Linked DNA regions of Sus scrofa: region 1 is linked to region 2. A link is a contact called in public Hi-C data. All regions are on one chromosome and are shown on one strand. Each heading gives the region's core, a stretch centred on a gene start, on an enhancer-like site or on the middle of the called end of the contact. The rest is flanking DNA. Distances are from core to core; before and after follow the strand shown.

The links. Hi-C and Micro-C count contacts between places; a contact is called where the count stands out from the background.
Region 1: a Hi-C map of embryonic fibroblasts shows a contact between it and region 2, with 2.4 times the contacts expected there. The contact joins the promoter of EFNB2 here to the enhancer-like site in region 2. A contact is called at or near these places in 4 of 47 Hi-C or Micro-C datasets (embryonic fibroblasts, omental adipose tissue, psoas muscle and 1 more).

Annotation. Positions count from the first base shown.
Region 1 is chr11:74,230,743-74,235,883 of Sscrofa11.1, forward strand. EFNB2 (ephrin B2) reads right to left here and starts at 2,026. Exons shown (of 5, transcript NM_001114286.1): 1 at 1,905-2,026. The coding sequence starts at 2,026.
Region 2 is chr11:74,045,710-74,051,234 of Sscrofa11.1, forward strand. No RefSeq gene overlaps it. Among named protein-coding and RNA genes, the nearest start is that of EFNB2, 180 kb to the right of the region's middle. Within about 2 kb of position 2,127, at least 46 of the 83 cell types and tissues checked have an H3K27ac peak or open chromatin away from gene starts, as enhancers often do. A contact at or near this core is called in embryonic fibroblasts and skeletal muscle, where this site is marked.

The DNA of each region.
Region 1 (5,141 bases), core at 776-3,275, 180 kb after region 2:
GTTGTTGTGAGATCACGTATGCTGAGCCGAATGCAAAGATCACCTATACTGAGCTGAACGCTGGGAGTTTCTTTAAACAAATTTTAAAACTCAAATCCTGTTGGGGAAAAACAAAACAAAACAAAACCCCAAACCAAAACACCCCAAACCAGCCCCCAAAGACAATCAAGACAGTCTTTCAGTGAAAGTGCAAAGTGGAGCCGAGCAGGCCGCCCGCGGGAAGAGGTGAGGGCCGGCGCCGCGAGCATCGCGCATGGAAGAGTGACCTCTGTAGGCGGAAAGCGAGCGCGGGCTGGTCTGGCCCGGCTCTCCCGGCCCCGCGCCCCGCCCGCAGCGCGCAGGTCCGCGCCCCGCGCTTTCCCGCACCGCCCGGTGCCTCGCGCTTCCGAGGCTGGGGGGGGGGGTGTCAAGGTGTCACTGCTACTACCACTTTCCGGGCAAATGCAGCATCTTACAGCAAGGGAAAAAAGTAGTCCCTATAAGGCCGGGCTGCAGGGAAGGAGGTCGCCTTAAGTAACTTTTACAAGGAGCAGGGCTGGGAAGCATCTGCTTCATGGTGCCATGCAGCATCTTTTAAGAATTTCTCTGTAATCCGATTTAGCCGGGACGTTTTTCACCCTCTGATAGGGAATTCTTGGCTAACATGTTGGTGAATGTGAAATGCACCACTTTTAAAAGAGTGCATATAATTCTTTAATTAAGATGCGATCTCTAAATCCCCGTCCTTTTATTCCTAAATCCATGACGAACTCGCTCAACTTCAATTAGGTCACTGATTTTGCTTCTGATCTCAAATGCTTACTCCCCAACAGCCAATGTCTTCATGCTTGGTGTCCCAAGTTTCCCAAGGTGAAAATTCCATGATTCTATAAAATGTTTTTGGTTATGATTCGAAATGTGTCTGGAGAATGAGATGATACGCAATACTGAATGCACAGACGACTAATTATATATTTAGGGAGGGATCACCTTTTCTAAATTCTAGATGTACGCTGGTAGCTAGTACTGAAACTTAATCTGCACAAGGCCTGGCTTTCTCCCGGCTGCACTGTTTCATAAAAGCAAGTCGAATTCAAGGATCCTATTCCCCATTCCCGCCCAGGCTCCTCGAGTGCGAAGGCTTCAGGGGCTGTGTTGGCTGGGCCGGGCCTTAATTAGGCTTTTGCAGAAAACGTCCTCAAAATCAAGTCAGCTATCGCGACGGCACAGAGTTCGGGGCCGCTGGTTTAGAAAAGAAGGTAGAGGCCGACGTGCAGAGGGTTCCCCGGGAGCACTCTAAGGCCGGCCTCCAGGGCGGGGAGGAAAAGGGCTCGCCGCCCGAGTTCTCCCAAGCAGGCGAGCTCCCTGCGCACCCTCGGGCAGGCGGCGCGGCGCCGAGGCGCACGAGCTCCGGGCGGCCCAGAGACACCAGGCTCCCTTCTCCCGAGTGCTCTCCACGCCCGAGCACCGCCGACCCCGCCCGCCCGCGGGGCCTGGACCGCGCTCCGCTGCTCCTTGGGAGCACAGCATCCCCGCCTCTCCGAAGCCTGCAAGCCCTCGCGCGCAGGCCAGCATGGTTGGTGGCCCTGTTCCCCGGCCTCGAAAAGAAGCGAGGGTCAGGTATCGCCATCGGACACCTTCCCGGACATGACACTCGAGCCATCAGGGTTTTTTTAGCGCCAGGGAGCTGATGGGGGAAGGAGTGACTAGGAGGGCGCCCCTTAGGGCCGGCGCTCTGGCTGGAAGGCCGAGCGGAGTCACCATCAAGTGAAACGTGCTGGGGTGGGGGACAAGCGGACGCGAGTAATCGAGGTTCCAGAAACAGGCTCCGAGGCTCCACGGCCCGACCCTTCCTCCCGCCAGGACAGCACGGGGCGCGGCGGACCCCGGGGCGGCGATCGAGGGGGATTGCGGACGCTACTTACTTAGAGTTCGAGGAATTCCAATAGATGGGCTCTAAAACTATCGATCTGGAAATCGCAGTTCTGCATAAAACCATCAAAACTCCCCAGCAGTACTTCCACACGGAGTCCCTCCTCGCGGCCATGGCGAAGCCGCTCCCAGCTCCGCGCACTCCTGGCGTCGGAGGAACGGGGTGCGGGCCGAAAGCCCCAATCTTCCGGGCAGACAAGGAGGGACCGCAGGCAGCTCCGGGGCGCGCCGAGCAGCTCCAGCGGTTGCCGAGGCCAGGGACGTTCCCTTCGGGGCCCTCAGAACGCGGGGCGGGAGCGCACGCGCGGGGCGCGGCGGCGCGGCGGGCTCGGGGCTCCGGGGCGCCGCGCCGGACGCAGCTCGGACAGCCGTACCCCGTGCGGCTCCAGGGTGCCGGGCGCGGGGCGGCGGAGAGGGCGCGCGGCCGGGACACAAAGGCGGAGAGACGGACTCGGCGCGGGCGGCGGGCGCTGCGCCCTGAGCGGGGCCGCCTGGCACTATAGATCCAGGGGGGCGGGCAGTGGCCCGAGCGCGCGGGCGCCGCTTCGGCGCGGTTCCATGTCCCGGAGCGCGGACCGCGAGCTGCGAAGGGCGCCTCCAGGCGCCCGGGAGCCTCCAAAGTCCTCGCCGCTCCCAGCCCGCGGATCAGGCAGGAGGGGCTCGTTCCTCGCCGCGGGCGCCAGACGCGCGCGGGCCTTTGTGTGCGGGGTGGGCGCCGGGACCAGCTTCGCGCGCGGCTCCTCGCTCCGGCCGGCGCCGCCGTCCCCGCCGAGGAGAGTCAGCTCTGCCTGCGCGCTGTCAGAGCACTATAAACGCCGGGCCCCGCCCCACATCGCGCAGCCCATTGGTCCGTTGCTCCGCAGACGCGAGCGGATTGGGCGGCTGGCCGGTCCATCAGCCGCCCCCTCCCGACATTGGGAGCCGCGAGGCGGGGCGCCAGCTGACAGGTGAGCCCCGCCCCCGGCCAGGGCGGCGGCAAGAGCTGAGCGCTGGGAAGCCCTCGAGGGAGAGGAGGTTGCGCGTGCACCCGGCGCTCCCGGGGCTGCGGGATGGGGACGCTGGCAGGGGCGGGCGAATGGGGACAGGGACAGCACGGGCCACCTGTCCCCACGCCCAGCACGCGCTCTCATTGCCCGGGAAGTGTCCTAACTTCAGCCGAGGGACGACGTCGATGGCGAAACTTTCCCTCCGGAGTGGTTGGCAGTGGGTTTCCCGTGGGCCTTCCTCCTTAAATGATGTGCGCCTTCTGCGTGGACTGGCTCACGTCCTGTTCGCGCATCCCTTCGCGGCCCCCACCAGGCCTCTCAGTCATGCGTTTCACACCTGACTTCGGTACCAAACGTCAGCTGGCGCCGGGAGAAGCAAAACGACTCCCGGGGCGCGGACGTCCTGGCCCCGAGCCCTCCGCGCCTCGCTTCCCGCGAAGGGAGCACCTCTCCTTCCCCCAAGTGTCGCCTGCACACCCGCGCCCGCCGCGGGACCTTCTCCTTAATTAGCCTCTGCGACACACTCACGCCTCCCAAGGTGACCGGGGGATTTAGGGGTGACGGTGACAAATAGCGCCAAAACACAGAGGCGGCAGGAATTCTTCAGTTGGATTGTCGGCGAGGCGCTTGCCCAAAGAGTGGCTGGGACCGGCGCCTCCGCGCCGCCGCTTCCACGGACCCACAGCGCCCACTAGCGGCCGACGCGCTCGGCGGGAGCGAGCACCACGGTCTCGCCACCCGGAACCAGAACCCGCGACCCAACCACGCGGAAAGTCCAAAGGAGGATCTGCTGAAATGACAACAGCAGGGAGAGCTCGGAAGAAATAAGGCACAATACAAACGTAACAGTTCACAGTTGTTACATTTGGATACCAACACGCTTTAAAAAAAATCCTGACCCAGGGTTTCTTTAAAAATTTTTTTTAAATTATAGTTGATTTACAATGTTCTATAAATTTCTGCTGTGCAGCAAAGCGACCGGGTCGTACATACATATGCCTTCGTTAAAGGGTTTCTTTAATGTCTTAATGCAAGGAAGCGGACAGTATTCCTACATTTTTTTTTTTTTGCCAAATTATCCACTAAATTTATAACAAAATATATGTGGTAAAGAGAATCCTGTTTAGATACCGATTTGTTTTTAACTTTTCGTTGTAATAACTTTTGAAAGATTTTTATCGTGCATTAAGCATTCATTTTCTAAACATTAAACGTATTTAAACCAGGAGTGTTAAGAAATTTGTAAGACCGAAAACACTAACACACGCGAGTTATGAAATACATTCATGTTATTCCAAGGTTTCAGAAAACTTTATTTTTTGAAACTGCTAGTTTTGAATTAAAGTCTGTATTTGAGGAAATATATACTTCTTAAAGGCTCCAAGACAGTAAACCCTTTCGAAGACTTCAGCAGATTCCCAGAGGACTAAAAAGCCAGGAAGAGGCAGGGGGTGGTATTATTATAACCTCACAAATGCAAAAGGAGTCGTTTTTAATAATCTTACAACATTTAAAAGGATTGATTTGAAATTTAATATGAAGCTAGCTTAATAACCCTTTAAAAGAGCTAAAGCTGAGTATCTCCATATCATGTTTCATATTCAGCAAACTTAAGTTCTGAAATTTAAGTCGTGACCTTTTAGCGCCTACATCCTCTCTCCAAGTAAACTAGAGGAAATAAAGGAAATTTGCACTGTTTGAAAATAACCCTGGCTTCCATTTTTAGTAAATCAAATATTCTCACATCCAAAGCATTTTACCTTGGGAAAAATATAAATATGCATGTTTAGATTGTTTCCTTCTAAAAAAAACCAAGTGTGTATTTGAGCAAAGAAAACCCTACACAAAAAGATTTCTACTGTGTAGCTTTAGGGTGTGAATATGCATGAACTTACTTTCAGTAAGTATAAAATAATTAGCTGTAGAAACGATGTGAAAAGCATCAGCGGTATCAAGTCCAAGATTCTAACATTCATTCCACTGCTCTTTTGTTTATTGTTAAGTGTATCATGCCAGAAAAAAAATCAGTAACATCTGCTTGTACAAGGCAAAGTTGAATTTCTAAAGCATGCCAATCACATCAGTTTAATTCCTCTTTGTATTTGGACTTCATTTTATAAGTAAACTGTTGCAGAAACACGATTAAAATCCGTAATTTTACCAGCACATATTTAACCCCAGAGCAAAAAAAAAAAAAAAAATCGATTTTTTATTCGAGCAGTTTCTTCAACTGTTTCCAGAGTT
Region 2 (5,525 bases), core at 877-3,376:
GATACGACAGCCTAATATTTCAGAACAAATGACAACTCTCAAAATGTGCTAGAGCTCCGAAATGCTCAAGAAAATATGAAAGTGATTTTCCAAGCCCGATCCTTGATGTTTCTTTCTTAAAAGAAACATGATCTCTGGAGCCTTTGATTAAAGAAAGGTGTAATGACTCTTTCTTAATTCACTCTGATTTCACCTCAAAAGGGATGCCCAAGATCTCTTTCTTCCAAGTTGGCTCACTTCAAACCAGAAGAAGGCGCACACACAAAAAGTCGAGTCAACTTGAAGAGCCCTTTCTTTCCAAAACTGACATACACTCAACTATATTGTTAAAAAAAAAAAAAAAAAAAGATCCTTATCTGCCATGGCATAAGTCAGAAGAATTTTATTTACGTTTTAAAATTATTTTTTTTTACTTTTTACAAGTGAAAACCATCCATTTTATTGCATGATAGTTACAAAATATAAAATAAAAGAATAAAACACAAAGAAATTATTATCACAATAGTAATACTTCTGGGGAGTTCCCACTGTGGCACAGCAGGCTTAGCATCCAGTGTTGCTGCAGCTGTGACATAGTTAACAGCTGTGGCTCCATTTCGATCCCTGGCCCAGGAACTTCCTGATACCATGGGTGGGGCAGAAAAAAAAAAGTAATACTTCTGGGAAAGTATGGGAATGTGATCCCAAAGGAATTTCTCAGGTCCTGATAACAGTCAGCTTTTTAAAAAGCCAAACTATAGTAGAGCACAGCGACTATAGGACAGCACAGTGATTCAGTATAGACACACTCACACGCACACACATGTGCATATATATGCACATACTCTTTTTCAAATCCTTTTCCCTTATAGGTTATTACCAAAACAAAACAAAACAGTGTGTTTTGGCTGTGCGCACAACATGTGGCAGTTCCAAGGCCAGTGCAACAGCAGTGACAGATGGGATCCTTAACCCACAGAGCCACCAGGAACTCCGTATTACAGAATGTTGAGTACAGGTTCCTGGCTCTGTAAATCCTTGCTTAACCATTTTACGTAGTCATGTGTACAGTAGTGTTTCAGCAAGTAGTAACCCAGGAGGAGTGTGTGCCTGTTAACTCCAAACTCATGTATTCCTCTCCCTCTTCCCCTTTGGCAACGCTAAGTTTGTCCTCTATATCTGAGTCTCTTCTTTCTGTTTTGGAAAGAAGTTCATTTCTAAAAAAAAAAAAAAAAAAAAAAAAGAGAGAGAGAGAGAAGAATTTTAATGTAAATAGTGGAACACAGAACATACGCAACTCCTCCTGGCATGTGGAATAACCCTTAAGTCAGGCAGCAAATATGTACACTTCAAAGACCACTCCTGTTGTGTATCTGCATTGGCTCCTATCTCTAGAGTGAACATGGCTTGCTTATAATAATAATAATAATGAAAGTTGCCCTTATTAAAAAAAACCTAACGATGAATTCTGTATTATGCTTGGAGATAAAAAATCCATGGATCAGCATTCACGGCGGGGCCACAGCTGAGAGATGCTGAGAGATGCAGCAGGACACCAGGAGGAGGAGAGGACGGTCCCCGCGGTGTTAATTGATAAGCGCAAGGCCGGGCGAATCAAAGAATGGAAAGGGGCTGGGAAGCGAGGGCAGCCAGGGCAGTTAACACTCCGAGGCCGGGGAGCCTGTCCAACTAATCGGCCCGTTTGTTTTCACAGCTTTGCTGGGAACATTTGCAGGGCTGGCCCGGCACTCCCTGCAGAGCCTGAGAGCGAGTGGCGAGCCAAGATACCAGCGGCACATTGTTTCACCTGCGCTGCCAGATACTCAGACAGAAAAAACACACAACACTTTGTCAAAACAGCCGCGGCCGCTGCACGCTCGTTTTTTCCCCGCAGCCCCGGTCCCGGCTGCCAAGGTACACGGCCTGGATTTATCTCCGCGGACCCAAAGATGCTCTGAGATCCCGACCAGGGCTGGGAGGGGGTGACTTAGGAAGGGAAGCGGCGTGCTCCCCGGGGAGGCCGACTCTACCTGGAAAAGCCTGTGCCAGACACATTAAATCAGGTTCCCACAGCCCTCAGCCTTACTCAGCACCTGGCGACGAGATGACTCAGACACCAGAGACCAGCGGATCAAGGTGGGGGGGCGGAGGGGGGGGCGGTTACTCCCTGCTTCATGGGAGAGCTGAGCTGTTTAATTCTCCTCCTACTGCTGGAGTCACATGATTAAAAAAAAAAAAATAGAGCCTGCCCATAAACCTAGGGTGGAATCGGTCTGCCTTTGTCTTCCCTTTGTTATCCTAGGGGACGAGCATCAGAATTGCCTTTGTTGCGTTTCCAATTCCTCGCCAGCAGAAGCGCCTGCGATAAGAACTTTCTGATTAAGCGCTAAACCTTTGGCACATATCAGCCATGCCTAATTATGAACGATCTAATGATATGTTCTTGTGTTTCTCTGACAACCACGTGTTCTGCATCGGGGCGGCATCTGGGCGTCCAGAAAGATACCGACACGGCCTCGCCCCGCACGGCGCGGGGGCGGGGCGGGGCGGGGAGCGCCTGTTCCTTAAAGCGGCCGCAAGCCAAGGAGGCTGGAGCCTTCCTCAGGCACATACCTCCTAGCGAACAAGGAAACAGCCTCTGCACCCAAGCTGTGTGTTTAAAGTAAATTTTGCGTTAGAAAAAGGAAAAAAAAAAAATCAAGTGTTGCTTGGCAATTAAAATAAGCGGAATGAGGTTATCTTTTAATTAACATTCTTCTAGTGGCGGGGGCTGTTCAGATGTTGCCACTGTAAGATTTCCTGCCTCATCTTCTGTCTTCTTTAGATTATAGATTTCTAAAAATACCTTCGGTGACAGTTGAACAGGCAGGAGAAAGCAAATCGCTGTTCTCTATACATATGGAAATAAGCTCTCGCAGGCAAACCCTGCGACAATGGCGGCAAAATCTAGATCAAAGGCGGTGGGACCTGCGTCCCTTTGCCTTTGTGTGAGGTGTGTGGGAGCCCTGGGCTCGGCTAGAGCGCCCTTTGGAACAAATAAGGCTCCCGTCCCCTCCACTCCCCGCACCCACAGGCTGCCTGAAAAGTACATAAAAGGGGCTTCTCCAGAAAGAGATTTACCATATACACTTGACACCTGATCAAAGCACAGGCGTTTGCCTCCCTGAAACAGAAGTGAGACACCAAAAAGCTGCGCTGCGTCTGTGCCCAGACCTCCGGGGGGCTTCATCCTCAGCCTTCTGGGCAAACAATTACGTGCAATCGTCCCCAGAAATGCTTCTAAAAACACTCTTTAGAAAACAACGCCGGGGGTCTCACCTAGAAGTCAGAGGCTGTCCCTGAAGTCACTTGGGTCATAGGCTCTGGTCGGAGCACTGGCAGGTGGGCTCTGTGACGACAGCAAGTGAATGTCAAAGAGCTGGCCCCATGGCCGCGCTGACCTTGTCTGAGACCGTCTCACCTCCCAAGCTCCCAGCCACCTCGTCCTCCACTTCCACTCCAAGAAAGGTGAAATACAAGTAATATCCGAATCCTTCAAAGATTAAAAACAGAGGACTTAATCCAGCTCCATTTTCCAGATGTTGAAGTCATGCCCAGGCTGCTTTTTCTAGCTCACCACGGATTGTACCTCTTCATCTTTTGGACTCAGACACTTGAAAAGGCGCAACCCTGTGACGCTATGGTTGTATATTTTCTGGCCTTTCACCAAATTAGCTCATTGAGACCCAATATTATAAAATTGATTTTTTTAAATTGTTTTTCCTGACCTGAACAAATAGCTGGATTTTTTTTTTTTTTTTTTTGGTATGATATCACCATTGGGTCTAAAATTTCCATGCAAAAAAATTAAATTTCTTTTTTTTTTTTTCCCTTAGGGATGTAAATTGTTTCCAGCAAAAGAGCAGTCTCGAAATCCCTGAGGCCCTCCTAAAGTGGAGTCTTACTAGGAATGGCAAGTGTTTGCTTTGCCTTGGTAGAATCTCACTCCATCAATTCCTGGGGCCTGGTGTCTGCCGGTCCCCTCCATGCACAAAGGCACCTTCTGGCAGCAGAGCAGAAATCACTCTCACTGGAGATCAGGGAGAGGCGATCCCCGATCTTTAAAAAAGTTTTCAAAGCCTCAGCTAATCGCTAGACAGGGCCTCAGATGGGCAGCTAATCTCATCATTCAAATTTCCTGGTTGTTCTGTTTCCCTCTGCCTGATAACGCTTTATCAGACTGTAATGGAACTTCACTCTGATGGGGAATCAGGCATTGCAACGAAATATATACATACCTTTCATATCTTCCTTTTTGGAAAGCAAGCGAATTTAATTGATAAAGCACTGAAATATGAAGCTGGAGTCCTAAAGTCTAGACTCGGTTTCAACCACCAAGCTGTAACTCAGGGGCTTAGTTTCGTATGAAATATAAACAACTGGAAAAACTTACCAAGCTGGGCTTTCCTGAGCTAAGTATGTAAAGCAGAAGGGAAAAATACAAACGAGGAGTCTTTGCAAGGAATCTGGAGAGCACTTTTGAAATGTTGTATTAAAAATTAAATTCTTAAATGGACTTTAAATGTATTGATACCACTAAGAAGCTAATATATGTAAAAGGTTTAATTCTTCTTTGGGGGTTTTCTTCTCTTTTTTTCTTTTTTCTTTTTTTACCTTTTACAGCCGCACCTGCGGCCTATGGAAGTTCCCAGGCTAGGGATCAGATTGGAGCTATAGCTGCTGGCCTACGCCACTGCCACAGCAACGCCACATCCAAACTGCATCTGCAATCTACACCACAGTTCACGGCAATGCCGGATCCTTAACCCACTGAGCGAGGCCAAGGATTGAACTTGTGTCCTCATGTATACTAGTCGGGTTCGTTACCTCTAAGCCATAATGGGAACTCCCCCAGTTCTTATTTTTAAAATTGAAATAAAAAATATGTGTACTCTCTAAGAGCTCTCTTTTGTAAAAAAGCAAAATACAGGCAAGAGAATTAATAGAAGACTCATAACTTTGCAAGCACCTGAGTACCAAAAAGATTGAAACCGGGGCTGTAAGCATGAAAACAAAGTAAAAAAAAAAAAAAAAATTAATAATCGCATTGGAAGACAGTTTGGTGAGTTTTTTACAAAATTAAACACAGTCTTCCTATACAATTCAGCATTTGTCCTCCTTGCTATTTTCCCAAATAACTTGAAAACTTATGTCCGTACAAAGACTTAAACATGAATAGCAGCTTTATTCTGAATTGCCAAAACCTGGAAGCAACCAAGCTGACCTTCAGTTTGGTGGTCCATAGAAGTGGTACTTCCAGACGGTGGAATAGGAGCAACGAAAGGAAAGGCGCTACCAAGCTGCAAAAACCTGAAGGACTAGAAGAAACGTCAGTGCCTGTGATGGCAGGCAAGCAGCCAAACTGAAACACCTATCTCCTGCTTGTATGATTCCAACTACAAGACATCCTGAGATTGGCAAATCCTAGGGGCGGGGGACGGGGAGGAGGGTGGAGGATGAAAAGGGGAGATACGAGGTCTCTTGGGCCAGTGAAACTATTCCACTGA